2 separate regions of the Columba livia genome follow, and region 1 is linked to region 2. Evidence: chromatin contacts called from public Hi-C data. All regions are on one chromosome and are shown on one strand. Each heading gives the region's core, a stretch centred on a gene start, on an enhancer-like site or on the middle of the called end of the contact. The rest is flanking DNA. Distances are from core to core; before and after follow the strand shown. Region 1 overlaps HIVEP2 (HIVEP zinc finger 2). Region 2 has its middle 150 kb from the start of HIVEP2.

What was found. Hi-C and Micro-C count contacts between places; a contact is called where the count stands out from the background.
Region 1: a Hi-C map of liver shows a contact between it and region 2, with 1.9 times the contacts expected there. The contact joins two enhancer-like sites.

The regions. Positions count from the first base shown.
Region 1 is chr3:63,211,392-63,218,787 of bColLiv1.pat.W.v2, reverse strand. The region is part of intron 4 of HIVEP2 (HIVEP zinc finger 2); the gene reads left to right. Among named protein-coding and RNA genes, the nearest start is that of HIVEP2, 51 kb to the left of the region's middle. Within about 2 kb of position 5,512, at least 1 of the 3 cell types and tissues checked has an H3K27ac peak away from gene starts, as active enhancers do.
Region 2 is chr3:63,116,871-63,124,731 of bColLiv1.pat.W.v2, reverse strand. No RefSeq gene overlaps it. Among named protein-coding and RNA genes, the nearest start is that of HIVEP2, 150 kb to the left of the region's middle. Within about 2 kb of position 5,486, at least 1 of the 3 cell types and tissues checked has an H3K27ac peak away from gene starts, as active enhancers do.

The DNA.
Region 1 (7,396 bases), core at 4,263-6,762, 94 kb before region 2:
GAAGAATTTGAAAGTAAGAAGATAAACTGTCACTTGAGGAGAAATCCTTTGAGAGTCTCTACAAGATTACATATTGTTATCTGTATAGCTTTTTTTTTTTTTTTAAAAAAAAAAAAGTGATTTGGTAATTGTAATTTGGTAATCAATAAATTTTACTTTTGAAGAATTCATTCTGAGTTTGATCCTTGCTTTCTTTCTCTGATTGCTAAGTAACAAGAAAAAAATCTTGCAAGAGGAAAAGCAGCACCTCCTTAAAGGAGACCATTCATCGATTTAAACTGCATAGTTTGGCATGAAGGAAAAAATGGACAAACATTTTTAAAAAATATCAGAAATGGACAGTTTGGAAATATCCGACATACTTGGTTTTGCATGGGCCTAATAAGCAAATCACCACAGGGGTGAATTCACCTCCCAGGGGCAAGTTCCCCATTTTGAAAGGCATGGGGGGCGGCAGGGGCGGGCGGGCAGGCTGCCAGCTGCGGGGCCGGGGCTCCCTCCTTCTCATGGAGTGGTTTGGACCTTCCCCTCGCCTCCCCCTGCGCCTCCTCCACGGTCCTGCTGTCCCCGACAGGTCCTTGCTGAAGCTGTCGGCAGAGAGGTCTGACATACCCCTCGGCTCTGAGAGACTGGCTTTTCTCTCCAGTGCTGCTGAAACTGGGAGCGAGCGGGCAGCTGGGGTTGAGGAAGGGTTTCCCACCGTCCTGGCTGTGGTTTCGCGTCCTGGAGGGGCTGATCCTGCTCCCCATCCTCCACGGCCGCCTGCCTGAGCCCACGCTGGCTGGTTTAGGCAGCTGGAAAGGCAGCAAGCTGTTGGGTGGCCAGGGCTTTCTGATAGTTAGCACCTTGGATTGACCCCCCATGGGCACAGGCAAACTCTAGAGGTGGCAACCCAAACAACAAACTGAGTACAGTGACATGAAGAAACCTCAGATCCTCTTGCTGCAGCTGCAGAAGAGGCTATTGTTATTAAATGCTAGTTTCTCACTAGCAAAATCTGGTGCCAGGTTCTCGGGCAGCAGCTTTTCTTAGTTTCCTGGTTTGATTTGCTTTAGAACTTTGGCGTAAATCCTGTAATTTACTCTTAACTATGCTACCAAGTGTAACCAGTTTGAACTATATAATAGGTAGTGACAATTTTAAATTTAGCTTTGAATGTACTTAATTCAAAAAAATAAAAATGTTTATTTTCACATTATATATCTGAAATAAGAACAACTCCCACCACCACTGTCCATTGTTACTTGTCTTAGATTTCTTCAGGGGTGTTTGCATGCAAAGGGAGGTATCAGATTCCTACTTCCAGATACAGAAAAATCATTATGTAGTCTCAGAAACGTCTACTACTATAACATTTTAGTTTCACTTTTCAATTACAATCAATATTGCCTGTTTTGCCAATGCTAACATTGGGAGGAAGCCCAAAGAGATTGATGTGCAGGCAGAATGAGAATAACATGACTATTTTTATGATTCTGACATCAGTGTCCTGGTTTATCTACTGTTGTATGACACAGTGACTAAATGCTCCATACTATTCCATCCTCAGTGAGCCAAATGTCTTTTCCAATATTGCCCCTTGTTTCAAAAGTCGTAGAAACTTTAAATAAATAGTTTGCTAATTTGCGGTGTTCTCTTACTCTCTGGAAATCTAATAGTCTATTTACTTTTCATAAACAATATCCCTGCATGACATTAATGTATATTTCTAATTGGATACTCATGGGGCAATGAGAGCTAACTAATGAGCTTCCCACTTCAAATATGGATTTTTGAAACCATCATGAAGCTTTGTTACAACAGGATATCTCTGCACTCTTTTGTAATTAGATGGGTACATTCATTTGCCGTCATGATTCCTGTTCTGTCCTTTACCTGTTTTCGTTATTTTTTGCTCTATATTGAAAGGCAAAACATTTTTACTACTGGGGAAAGTAAAAGCTCCTCCTACCAGATCCTCATTTTCCCATATCTCCTTTTACCCTATAGATCCCACCTTCACTGCCCATCTGTCACATTCCAAGAGTTTGCTGGGTCCCTTTATGTTCCAAGTAAACAGCCTTTTCAAAAGTCTGTTGGCTTCCAGCAGCAGTTGCACAAACTGGCCTTGTGCTGTATCTCCTGTATGAGAACTGACAGAACAGACAGCTGGTTGCAAAAAAAAAAAAAACAAAAAGAAAAGTGAACTATACCAAAAATTTCACTTTCCAAATGGAGTAAAATGCCTGTTTTATATGAACAAAGGGTTTTGACTATTCCTTGTTCAAACAACCCTTTGGTCTTTTAGTGATGTAGGGATTCACATTGCACCCCCTTAATGAATATTGGCAGAGTCTGTGGTGTCCTTTTCCTGTGGATGTATGTGTAAGTAACATTAGCTGTAATGCTGTAATAAAGTACTAGAGAAATGGAGCACCAGGACCCTTCCAAAATGCCTGGCTGCTGTGATTAACCTGTTCTGTCTCAACAGGCAAATGGCATGTGGGAAGTGAACTTTCCAAGCACAGCTGGATGTTGCAGGAGCAGCCTGCTGCTTCCCCATCATATGAGTGGTTTTTGCTTTACAGCTGTTGTTCACACACAGGAATAAGAGCGTATGCTGCAGCTTTCTTCTTCCCAATCAAGGTGTAAAAGGACTTTTTGAGAATTATGAGCACAGCCCTAAAGTTGGTCAATCTCAGAGTATTTTTGTTGAGCTTCAGATCTTGGTCTCATTTCTATGTTTACTTTGTTTAATGGTTGTGGACATCTCTATGGCTTTAACCAAATGCATGGAGACAGCCAGCTCTGTCCAGCCTCTGCTTTGTGCAGCTGGGCAAGGAGAAAGAGAACAGAGCCATAACCCTGCATTCCGCACAGCCTCCCCACCTCTTGCACCTTTTGAGGGGCCAGTGGCTGCTGGTGTGACTTGGAGCAGACGCACCTGCTAGTGGGGTTGAAAAGAGCTGCCCTGGCAGCCTGTGCTCCGACGGGCACCTCGTGCTTCTTCCTTGGTGCCGGGGACACCGCAGTCCACGGTGTCTTCTGGGGAAGCTCTTCCTGGGTGGGGGTTTCCCTCCAGCTAGGGGGATCTCCTAGCTGGATTCAGGATTCAGGCGCCGTTTTATTTGCCACACCTGGGACAGTAGAGATGGTGTCCAGGTTATGTGTTAGTATCCCTGCCTCGCAGCTTTTACAGCTTTGAAGCTGCAGCAATGCTACAGGCACATCCCTGCCACAGCCATGCAACGGTGTGGTGATGGAGCCATGTACCTTGGTCATACCTGATGCGAGGGGGTGGAGGGAATGGGGAGGGGATCAAGTCCCTTCCACAGGTGTTGATGTGGACGAAGAGCCACGCTCTCTCCGCCCGCTCAGGCTTGTGCCATGGCAAAAGAGAGGTCCTGGGCTGTGAGTTGTGAAACTGTCTGATCCATCACTGACTAATGCTACACGAATTTCAGAATGTGTGGCAAAACATAGTATATGGCTTATAAACTGTGTAAAGTCTCCTGAGGAAGATGGGGGTTGTAATACCTGCTTCTGAACAGGTGAGGGGCTTCCTGTGTTTCACATGAAACATTGCAGGTTGTATTTTCCCATAGAATTTGCAAACTTGCTAAAATTTGTATTTAGGTACTTCACAGGTTCTTGGTGATGAGGTATTTTACATATTTACACCTCTCCTATTTTTCATGACACTTGTGTTATTGTAAGGACTCCTACAATTGATGGCACTAGGGGATTTGAATGTTTTGACTCCTACACCTTCTGTAGGAAGGGAATTGTTTTATTCCAGGACGTTGCATTGAGTGGGCACCAGTGAAAGTCCTGGGAATGACAGGAGGAGAAAAGAGAGACCAGTACTAGGTGTCTGCAGAAAATTGGTTATGATAATCAGCTAGAGGGCACTAATGAATATCTCTTCTTAGGGCTGTTAAATTAGGCCATGTGGGCTGCCAGCATCTTTACGCATGAGAGAAACATGAGGGCTTTGCAAAACAGTTGTATTAAAAATAATTTTTCATGTTATTTTTAATAATTTTATCACAGATGTAGAAAGTGAGGTAGAAGTTTGTAGCCTGGGACATTTCTTTCTCCTGCTTTACAGGGTAAACACCAGTGTTTGTTTGGCTAGCTAATGTTTTCCAAAAGTATGTCAATGAAGTAGGCATCAGAGGCACAAAGTACTTTGGTGTATTTAGATTTTAAATATGCAATAGAAAGTCATTAACTTTTAGACTCATAAGCACCAAATTATCTTCTGAAAAGGGGGCTTGGATGTTAAAATCAGTTAATTTAAAAAAATAAGATTTTAATATTGGCAGAAATGCGGAGTCAGTGTTTCACTATCAGCAGTGATGATAGGCTCAGTTATATCCTAGTAAGTTTGATTACTGTGAGGGCATGAGAAGGATCCTGCAGCTGTTTCAGGGGGCGAGAGTGTTGTGGGATTACTAGTTGATTGGTTAATTTAAGGTATTATTTTTTTATCTTTATATTGATGTGGAAAAAAAAATCCAGTTGCACAGAATCATAGAGTAGCGTAGGATAGATGGGATCCCTGGGGTCATCTTTCTAGCCCATGCTCAAAGCAGGTACATGGTACATGGTTTTGTATGTCATCAGTCATTTACCTCTACATGGTTTTTATTTGTGGATGAAAGATTAACTATTCAGGTCTTTTTGTTTTTCTTTTTTTGAGTAATAGAGAGGCAAATGCCGAAGAGGAGTAAAAATTAAGCCAAAAGTATTGTACAATGAAGTTGATGCAAACAGCATTGAAGCATCACCAGAAAATCCCACCCGACTTCACATGTATAGAAACTTCTATTTATAACAAGCATTGCTTTTGGGTAGCACAAGGGACTTAATTTGTGAATTAATTTTAAATTGTTATTTTCATTGTTGGCTGATATACAGAAGGAATTGGTAAATAGTAGGAGCAAAGGCTATACGACATTTTATAGCCAGTGGTTCTGTTTACACTTAATCCCTATAATGCAGTGTTAAAATTTACAAAACAGCTTGTAATTGCAGTAGTTTATTTAAACCAGCTATTTGTGGTTATGTCTGCTGAGGAAACTTAAACTTCAATGTTCCCCAGCCATCTAATAGCAGCAAATTGACTGTGGGTCTCTTGTAAGAATATCTAAATGTAGGCTGTTGAATAATCCCTTTGGGGGCCCTGTAACTATTTTTGTGCCTGGATATGCGTCATCAGTGGGTATTTTCTCTGGTGACTAGCTTACATCAGTAGGTCTCCTACCATACACTCTATCAGTGAGTGACTTATGATTGATGGGAGTCACGGCTGCTGTTTAGCTTTTATCTGTGACCTCAAATAATGGACAACAGGAATTTCCAGGCTGTTAAATTCCTTGAATGACTGAAGACACGGGATGGCTCTGCTGATAAACGCAGGTAGTACCCAGATGCTGGGTGTTCACCAGGGGCCGAGGCGGGAGGAAGGAGAGGGGGGTTCCTCGGCTGCAAGGCGGTGAATCCGGCTCCGATGCGTAGCCGAAAGGTGGGCTGCCCCGGACGCCGGGGAGTGGCCATGCCGGAGGACCTGCCGAGTGACGGGCCGTGATGCTCCGAGTCTCCTGAGCTTTCCAGCCATACGTGTCTGCCGGTGGCAGCGGCGTTTCAATGTGTTTAACTGGTTGATCTTCAGGGCACTTCCTCGGTCTGTTTTATCCCAGGGAGACGCACAGTTTGCAGCTCTGTGAAGGGAAGCGCTGTGGAATTTCTAGCTGCAGCCTGGTTGTTTTCTTAACCCTTTTTGTTACTGCCTGTGAACAGCAAGTGCATTTATTGGCGTGCTTTACGCAGGTGCTACCTGCGCTAAATCTGAAGGTGCAGTAGGCTGTGTGGTATTAAGGTTGAGTTACACCTGCCACAGTGACCCACTGAGCATGTGATCGTTGTTCATTTCCTGGTGTTCAGCACTACATATCATCATAATAAGGACTGCAGATCCTGAGTTATCCCCTCTTTCTCCTTCCACTCTACCTTTCTGTCAGAAGCTGACATGCAAAATGAGGCTGCAAGACAGCTACGAGATTTTTGTAGAGTGTTTACTTGTGATGAATTTCACAGCTTGAGTCAGCCCTATGCTGAGGCACTTTGTCATTTCTTCTTCTTCCCTCGCCCTGCTCTTCCCACCTCTCCTGGGCCCAGTCCCTCTGATACAGCTGTGACAGGAAACAGGGGATCAGTTCTCAGTGAGCTCCAGCTCAGAAGCCTTAGTCTTCCTCCTGGCAACCAGGGAGTGAAAATGACAGACATGGATGCTCTCAGTGTGATTGATGATTCAAAAAAGTCCTGAATGCTGTTTATCGCGTGGCATTGTTTGGCTGAGGGAGGACAGCAGCTGGATCCAAATTCCTCCTCACCACTTCTTCCTGTTGGCAGGTGGCCCTCCGCAGGGGCTGGTCTTGCAAACTCTCACACGGGGCTTATGTATGTGAGTGCCTACTATTGTTTTTCACTCAGATGACAGCGGAATGGAGTTTTGTGCAGGATTTTGAGACTCAAAAACTTTCGGAGGGAAAACAGGCACTTTGTTTTAACTCGCCTGCGTGCTTCCTCCTCCGCGGGTCCTAGACCAGAGGTCGTAGTTAATGAATGAAAACAGGCTTCCCGCAGAAGCCAGTTAACCCATGTCTGTGCGTTGGTTGACAATGGTGCTCACACAAAGCTGCCTTTGGCAGCAAGGCATGTGCTGTCGTGGTGTGGATGCCCTTGCTGTGAGGAATACAGGTTATCTGTACCTTCCAGACAGGTGCTTGGTCCAGCACAGGCACTGGGTCTGAAGAAGGTTTTCTCATCTGTTCTCTTGGTAGTTGAGTGCTGGTTAGGAATTGCATTCGACAGAAGTAGTAGAAAGAGAAGTGACAATTAAAAAGATGCTTGGAATATCAAGGGACAGGAGGGTATGAAAAGATTTTCATTGAACTGTGATTTACAAGTATACTCTTCCTTTGTTTCTATATAATTTTTTTTTGAAGTCACTTCAGTAAGACTTTGTGATTGATGACAAACTGGTTATGTAATTCAAAATCTGTAAAAGGTTGAGCACAAAAAAACTTGACAAATGTTCAGTCATTTGCATTAAAATTCAGTGAATTTTCCTGGGGCACTGGGCTTAGAAAATGTAAAGCTTGCTAACTGGTTGATGTTGCTATATGTATTATTTGCCACAGCTTTCTAGGAATCGTGCCCATTAACATTTTTGGCTAATACCAACCTCCTTTTCCCCATTTTAGAGGGATTGTGTTTTAGGGTAATGATAGTATTTTAAGGTAGCTTTCATTTGCGACGTTTGTGTGAAAGCTCAGCATCACCAAGTTTCCAGGAAGACTTTGTGGGCCTTCAAAACATTTCAGAAAGGGTTGTCATTTGCTAGGAAAAA
Region 2 (7,861 bases), core at 4,237-6,736:
CTCATATCCGATGCAGCCTTCCTACCTTTTTTCCCAGATCATTGTGGCAACCTTGCCAAGATAAATGTGTGCCAGAAAACTGGCTCATCTCAGACTCGAGAGAGGAAAAGCAGTATATGTAGTTGGAGGCAAGGAGCTTGTTGGATCATGCTTCCATAAAAAAAAAAAAAGGGAAAAGAAAAAAAGAAGTCAATTGTACATTTTAAATAAATGACTTTATCTGATAAAAGCCTCTCTCTTGGCTGCATGGCTGTATTGAGAACAAAATGCTCTGCACAACGATCAACTAATCAAGTAATCACAGATATTTTATTAAAAGGGAACCAGGCAACCCCCAATGGTAAATGCTCTATTGACATTGCCTTTATAAGCAACCCCCTTACTGTGGGAGTTACTTCTGGCTTGTTTGACTAATTTAATTAATTTGCATCTGCAATTTACCATCTACCTTTTCAGCCTCAGGATTTTTTTTTTTTGTAATCATTGAGCCAGTATCACTGAAATTACACGTGATATTTTTGGGTTACAATGGGACAACCCTAAAGAGGTTTCAGGTACTTATGATCTTAACTGTATTTTCTTAATGAGTTAATGTTTGTACAGTGCTTTGAAAAAATCATATCCTTATACAAATCCTAGGCGTAGATGATGACCACTTTTCACATTTTGGCAGGGGTGAGGACAAAGGCAAACACGTCCGATAAAATTTTCCCAGGCATGAGCAATTTTTGGAACTGCCACAGCAGGTACAGCACCCAGGACTGGGGGCAGAGAATTTCCGGAGCGCTCTGTCCGCTCTGCCCGGCACAGTTCCCTCCTAGCCCACAGCACTGACAGTGGCATGGGGCTGCGTTTGTGCCCCGCCGTGCTGGGCTGTCACCCCGTGCCTCGAGGCTCAGCACTGCAGGGACACAGCTGCGCAGCTCCTGGCCGGGGTGGTGGTGTCCACCTCTCTGTGCTGACAGCCCCTCTGAGGGTGATGGGGAGGAGGTTGACTCTGAGGTCTCTGATGTAAAGGTTCTGTGTTTTCAAAAGGGAAGAAAAGAAGAGATTCAACAGGGCACTCTAGAAAACTGCAGAACCAGATGAGGATTTTTATATGCAGTATGCTATAGAATTTCTATGTCAGGAATATAATTACCTATTATATTGTTCGAGGAGGTTATAATTGTCTATGAAGATCCATATGTCTTTTCTGCAAAGCACAAGTGAAATACAGATGCTCTGGCAAGCACTCTTCATTCTCTTCTCGCGGAATACTGTCACCAGAGTCACTTCAGGATTTATGTGCGTCAGCAAAACAGAGACCATATTGGTCTGATATAACTGCCTGCACGATCCTCTTCTGAAGCTTTAGATTCTGACTCAGGGTAGTGACTCCATCACATGTTAAATACCTTTATGGAGATTTCCCCACTGCAGGACACATTGCCAGTAGTGAGTAAGACTTAGTACCGATGAATGACATTGTTAGCTTTAACAGACCCAAATGGTACTTAAGTACAAAAATTTCAATCCCAGAACACTGCAGTCAGCTCCTGTTTTACCCCAGTGGCACCTCCTGGTTTGAGGCTGTTTCCTTGAGTTCTGCTTTTGAGCATGAACTGGACTTCTTGGAACTGCTTCATTCTTCATTCGCTTCCAAACTGAGCTGGACACCAGAAACACATTTCTTGGCCTAGGTCCTCCAAGGGACCTGCCCTACTGAGTGGGTCTTTGAAAATACCTGACCTGAGAAAATGGGACTCCATTTTGAATTATTCTTATGGCAAGTGCTGTCTTCACCTCTTAAGGATTAGCCTAATGACTTGGCCCCCCTCTCTGAGTACCTAAAGAACCCCAAAATTCTGTGTTGAAACTTCTCCTCTTCTAGATCAACAACTCCAGTCTCCTAGGAGAGGTGCCCTAAGCACCCTACAAGGAGTAAAAGAGTATTTTCTTTCCTGCTGCAGTTCTGCTACTGTGAAGCTAGAAATTCAAGATTGATTGGATCAGCGAGATTGTAGCCTGTTGTCTCCAAGAAGAAAAGCTCTTTGAATGTGCCCTGCTTAGTACAGAGAGAGCCATCTGGAAAGCCAGTGAATAGAGTGGTGTGAGAGAGACTTTTGAAGGACAGGGACAGAGCCAAAGAAGTTCCCTGCCCACAGCCTTCAAGACAGCTTGGAGAGGATGGTTTCAAACACTGCTTAGATTCCAGCTCCTTTCTGAGGTGATTGACTCTCCCATGTCCAATAGGAGGGGGGGGAGGGTGGGGCAGACTAACAGTTCAGAGTAAGGACCAAGCCCCAAAATTTAGGTGCTGCACTGCCTGAGCCCTTTATTGGGTTTTACCCTGAACAGCTGAGGGACAACAAGCCTTATTGATTTATTCCACTGCACAGTGGAACAAGCCAATGGGACTTATCCTTTTAAGTCATTTAGCCACCCCTGAAAATCTCAATCAATGTTCTCTGAAGAATGCCCTTAAAGTAAATCCAGGATATTCAATGCAAAACCTGCACATCACATCATATATCTTGGTCTAGCCACTGCTTTGAGGTTGGTGGTTTTGTTTGTTTGTTTGTTTTCAGTTACATTGCCTGCATGAAAAAATCAGCAGTCCATGTACTAATGGAGTTTATTACTGTGATGATGTCCCTGCACCATTTTCTTAAAGACAAATTACATACACTAAACACAGGCCTTGAACCTATGGTTAATGTAGGCTCAATTTAAGATGAAAGTGCTGGATAGTTTGACTTGTTCTGCAATTATTCTTGGGGACTTTCTGTATGCTACGTTTCCCACATGTGTTTGTGCTGTCTTCAGTATGTCTGCTTTTAACTGGATTCGGTATCACTGACAGCAACAGGAATGTGGGAAACAGCTTTCACTGTGAACCACTTGGCTTTTGCTCCTGTGTGATGCTTACGTGAGCTATAAGAAGTTGATTGGTTGTGTGTACATAAGTCTTCTCCAAATGATTGTGTTTGTTAAGGAAAACTCTTTTTAAGAGTTCCTTTAATTAGTGCGTATAGAGGTGCCATGTACATATGGTTCGTATGTGTAGGGCTTTATTAGGCATGAGATTGAATTTAAGCAAAAGATAAATATCTCCATCTTTTTATACAAGATGATCTTGACCTGGACCACTGTGGAGGCAGAAGTGGATTACACATGTCCTTGGGAGCAGATCCCTGCAAGGACCATGAACCACTGAAATCCCCACAAAGGATGAACTGCCATTCAGGGACTACTGGCTCTCCATGCTGGCAACTGGCTGCGCACGCCGCCTTGGTGACATTTACCCGTCAGCTTTAAGAAACGGGTGGCCTCCTATTGCGCTGTGCATTGTTGTACGTGTCAAAATCATCTCCTACAGGCAGGCCCCTCACCCAACATGCATCAAGCAAGCTCCAGTGGTGCCAGTGCACTTCTGCTGCAGAGCAGCTGAGGGAGTTAGGGAGCCTAATACCTCTGAGGGCTGTTCAAGCATACAAATAACCTGTATGTGCTTGGCTGCTTGCAGGCTGGACTGCAGGATGGTGGGAGCAGCGGTAGAAGAAAACAACAGCTTTTGAAAAAACAGTAAAAATTTCTGCTCTAGTGAGTTTCCCTGCTTTTCTTCTGCATTGTGTGAATATTCATTCTGAAGCCAACATGATGAGGAGACCTTGATCAGCAGCAGGCTTAACCAAAAACAAAAACAATATTACCACATAAACTGCCTTTTCACATTCTTTCCTGATGAGTGACATCTCGTAACTGACAGGAACATTGCTAAGCAAAGCAGCCAGGATGAATAGGCATGGCAGTGTGCACGGCCCCGTGAACACCCAGCAAGATGGAGAAAGCCAGTGGAGACAGATTGGGCTCCGTACTGGAGAACAGCATTTCTTTTCCCACTCCCCTGCCAGAATACAAGAAGAGGCTGACACCATGCCATAGAAACTAATGGAGTTTCCACATTCATTTTAACAGCAGGAGCTGCAGTCTCTGAAGGCTTGTTTCCATGAGGTGGTGAGAAATCTCGCTGCTAAAGTTGCAGGGATGTCAGAGTACTTGGCATTTTGCCATTTCAACTTCTTTCTTTCCTATCTGCTCCTACAGGAGAGAAGGTCTTTGCCTGGTTCAGCTGTGCTTTGCTAGGGTGGGGTGGCTGAGGGAGGCAGCTCTGGGTCGTGGAAGGAGCTGGTCCCCAAATATCCCGAGCGCTGGTGTAAATGCCCTGAATCCTCCAGGCATATTAGCACTGGCCCTCTACACAGTGGCATTGTGTAGTCTGGAAGGAAAACAAAGGCTTGGGGGAGGAACTGTGTGCTTATTCTTCCTAAATGGATATATACTCATAATCTGCAAAGGGAAGGGTTACTTCGGAAGAGTGGCTATTTGAAAAGCCAGGTTTTCTGAAGAGCTGGACTCTTTGGTTGAGGCACTTAGATTAAGTGGTCAGAGATTTCAAAAGTGCTGAGCACTTGTTCTCAGCAGAAACTACTGGATTCTGGGTACATGTGAAAATCTGGCCCTTAAAAACTTCTTAATGACTAACTTAATGACGTCTGGCACTTCACTTCCATTTGTTATTTCTCACAATCTTTCTTCCCTTCACAACATCCATATTTAGACAGAAAGTAATATGGAAAAAAAAAAAGAATGAAACAACAATGAAACGTTCATGGTTGAAATTGCCTGTTGCTTTTTACTGACAGAAAAAATGAAAATGATAAAGTGGAGGCTTTGATCAGTTTTGTGACAGTCTTTCCTCTCTGTTTCATATTTCTTGGTGACATTTTAACTCATGAGATGCATACAGAGAGACATCTTGGACTCATCTTAAATCTTTCAGAAGTCTTCTTTGGACGCTCAGTAGAGATGGGGGGCTTTTAACTCTGCAAAAAAACAAAACAAAACAAAAAAACACAAAGGCGTGGAGCAGTCCTTCTCTGGCAGAAGATGAGCTAAATAGCCTAATAGTTTTTTCCATCTGTATTTCCTCTGGTCCTGCTGCAAGCAGGAGGGATTCATATCCAGCTGATCTCTCAGGGTGGGGGTTGAAGGGAGCTGGGTGATTTCATAAGCTGAGCCCCGTTGCCTGCTCCATCAATTAACACAAGCAGCGGGAAGAAGCTGAGGGGGGATAACACCCCCGTGGTGTTGCCCCTGCTCTGCGGGATCCCCTGAAAGGTTTTTGCTGGCTCTCTGCAGAGCTGGATCCCTGCCAGGCTGCAAGAGCAAAGGATCAGCCACCGTCTAGAGCACTGCCCTGCGCTAACTCGCTGGATTTCCATGCAGAAATCCAAGTGGGAGTTAATGCTGCTTTAAGCAGCCTAAAATTTGGCTGGGCTTGCTCTCTGGCTGCTACTGCGCAGCTGTGAGTGGCCTCCGCCACTGCCAGGAAAGCCACTGGTGGGGCAGTGCTGGTTGGGGGACTGAGCCCATGGGGTATGGCAGGGGGGCTGGCGGGGGGGCTCCAGGATGGCTGTGGCTGGGGAATGCAATGCTTGAGGCTGCCCTGGCCCATCAGTGCCCCACCAGCTCCCAAAAAATACTTGGAAATTCTGTATCCTGGAGCTCACAAAGTTTCCTGGCTCCTGCAGTCTGATTTTCCAGGAAAGGGGACAAGCTAAACCCTTGAACAGCTTGGTTTGCTGTTTTTCTTAAAATTAAGGTATTCAAAATAATGCCAATGGTGTCAAACGTTACCCCTCCCTGGAGGAATATGAAGCAGGAGCCAAAAATGTGTTGTCACAATGCTCATTACCTGAGAATTTTGATAAATTAAAAAGGGCAATGAAGAAGAAAGTCACTGCCTGTTTTAAAAAGGCAGGATAGAGTCTCTTTCCCCCTCCAACTTCGATGTGTTAGTTTCAGAAACATCAGCAGTGATGATGATTTAGTCATCTGTATTCTGCGGGCTTTAATGGGATGCCAGCTCCTGATTTTATACACTAGTTTCTTGATAGACTGCCTATTTCAGCAGAAATTACTGTTGTCAGCTCTGTGTTCGGGGTGCTAAAATCATCAATGTCACAATGTTCTAAAGAGGTGATGCACAATGTGACATCCAGAGAGAAGAACTCAGAGGCTGTAATATTTTCCCCAAATTTGCCATCATTCAAATGCCACAGAATCTGCAGTGGAACGAAAGCTGGTGGGGGGGAAGCAAAACCTTGCTGTGTTATAACGAATGAAATGCTACAATAGAGTTTGAAGGTGCAAATCAGGCTATAACAAAACATGAGTGTGCATGCTTTCAACACCAAAATGACTTACTGGCTGCTAATTAAATCTCCCTGCAAATGGGATTTCATTTTTATTTTTTGATGGAAAAAGTGGTTTTATTACATTTACTTGGCTGACAGCCAGGAATGCAGCTCAATACGAATCAAGCAAAGTTAAAGGCCTTCTGCAGCAACATATGGCTTGTTTGGGAAGTATGAGTCATAAATGGAACCAGATGCAAAAAAAAAAAAAAAAAAAAGGTTATGAGAAGGTAGCAACAGTCCTCAGGCAGATGCTGATATTATTATTTCTGATGTTTCCACCTTGCTGTGAAAAATTTACATGTGAAAATTAGTGAATAGTTTTTCCAGCATGGACTGGCTGTTTCAAAGCCCTTCAATGGCGTAGGGCCACTCGGTCTGCTTGTATAGCTAGTTCATAACTTACATAAGCTATTTTCTTCTTGTGACATATTAATAAATTATTCTCAGTGCTCCTTGTTCCTCTCCCAGTTTCAGGTTGTTTCTTAACATACAGAGGGTTGGCCTTTAGTTTGTTCTCCAGATCCTATGTAAACAGAGGCTGGTAGAAGCATGTCCTTGCCTAGGAAGAAACCCTATGGAGGCTTTGTAGCCACACTCTGTGCTTATCTGTGTAGAGCGCCCACATGTGCCTGTGCACACACAAGCCAACCCAAGTGTCAAGAAAATGACAACTGACATGTGGAAGGGAGCCATCAGGGCCATCTTCTGCCGGGAACTTTGCCTGCCTGCAGCAAGGCAACAGGTAAGCAGGGAAGGACCGGGGCTGGTGAACTGCAGAGGAGGTGGGCAAACTGGGGGCATTTCGGCACACATAACAGGGCCACCAGCTCTTTTCCCACTGGCTGCTGGCATTGCTGTGTGTTGAAGGATCTCTGCATGCCTGTGCACTCATTGCTGTGTTGGGCACCCACAGCATAGGTATGCTTCTAGCACAGAGACCCATAAGTATCACAGAATCACAGATTGTTAGGGATTGGAAGGGACCTCGAAAGATCGTCTAGTTCAATCCCTCTGCCAGAGCAGGAACACCTAGGTGAGGTTACACAGGAAAGCGTCCAGGCGGGTTTTGAATGTCTCCAAAGTAGGAGACTCCACAACCTCCCTGGGCAGCCTGTTCCAGTGTTCGGTTACCCTCACTGAGAAGAAGTTTCTTCTCAAATTTAAGTGGAACCTCTTGTGTTCCAGTTTGAACCCATTACCCTTTGTCCTATCATTGTTTGTCACCGAGAAGAGCCTGGCTCCATCCTCGTGACACTCACCCTTTATATATGTGTAAACATTAATGAGTCTCCTCCAAGCTAAAGAGCCCCAGCTCCCTCAGCCTTTCCTCATAAGGGAGATGCCCCACTCCCTTAATCGTCTTTGTTGCCGTAAGTTCCTAAGAGTTTGAGTCTAGAGCTCTAGATTTCATTTTCTTTTTTGCCAGAGTTGTGCCCATATTTCACCCTGTTCCTGTTGTTGTTCTTCTAACTCCTCCAGCCCATCACTCCCTGTTAATCATGTAGGTTGTCAAGAACTTTGTCAAAATTTAAGTCAGCAAGATCCCCTTCCCACCCACTTAAAATCCCCTCTTACCACAGGTAAGACAGATTCTCTGGGGCTCCTTGCTGGGCAAA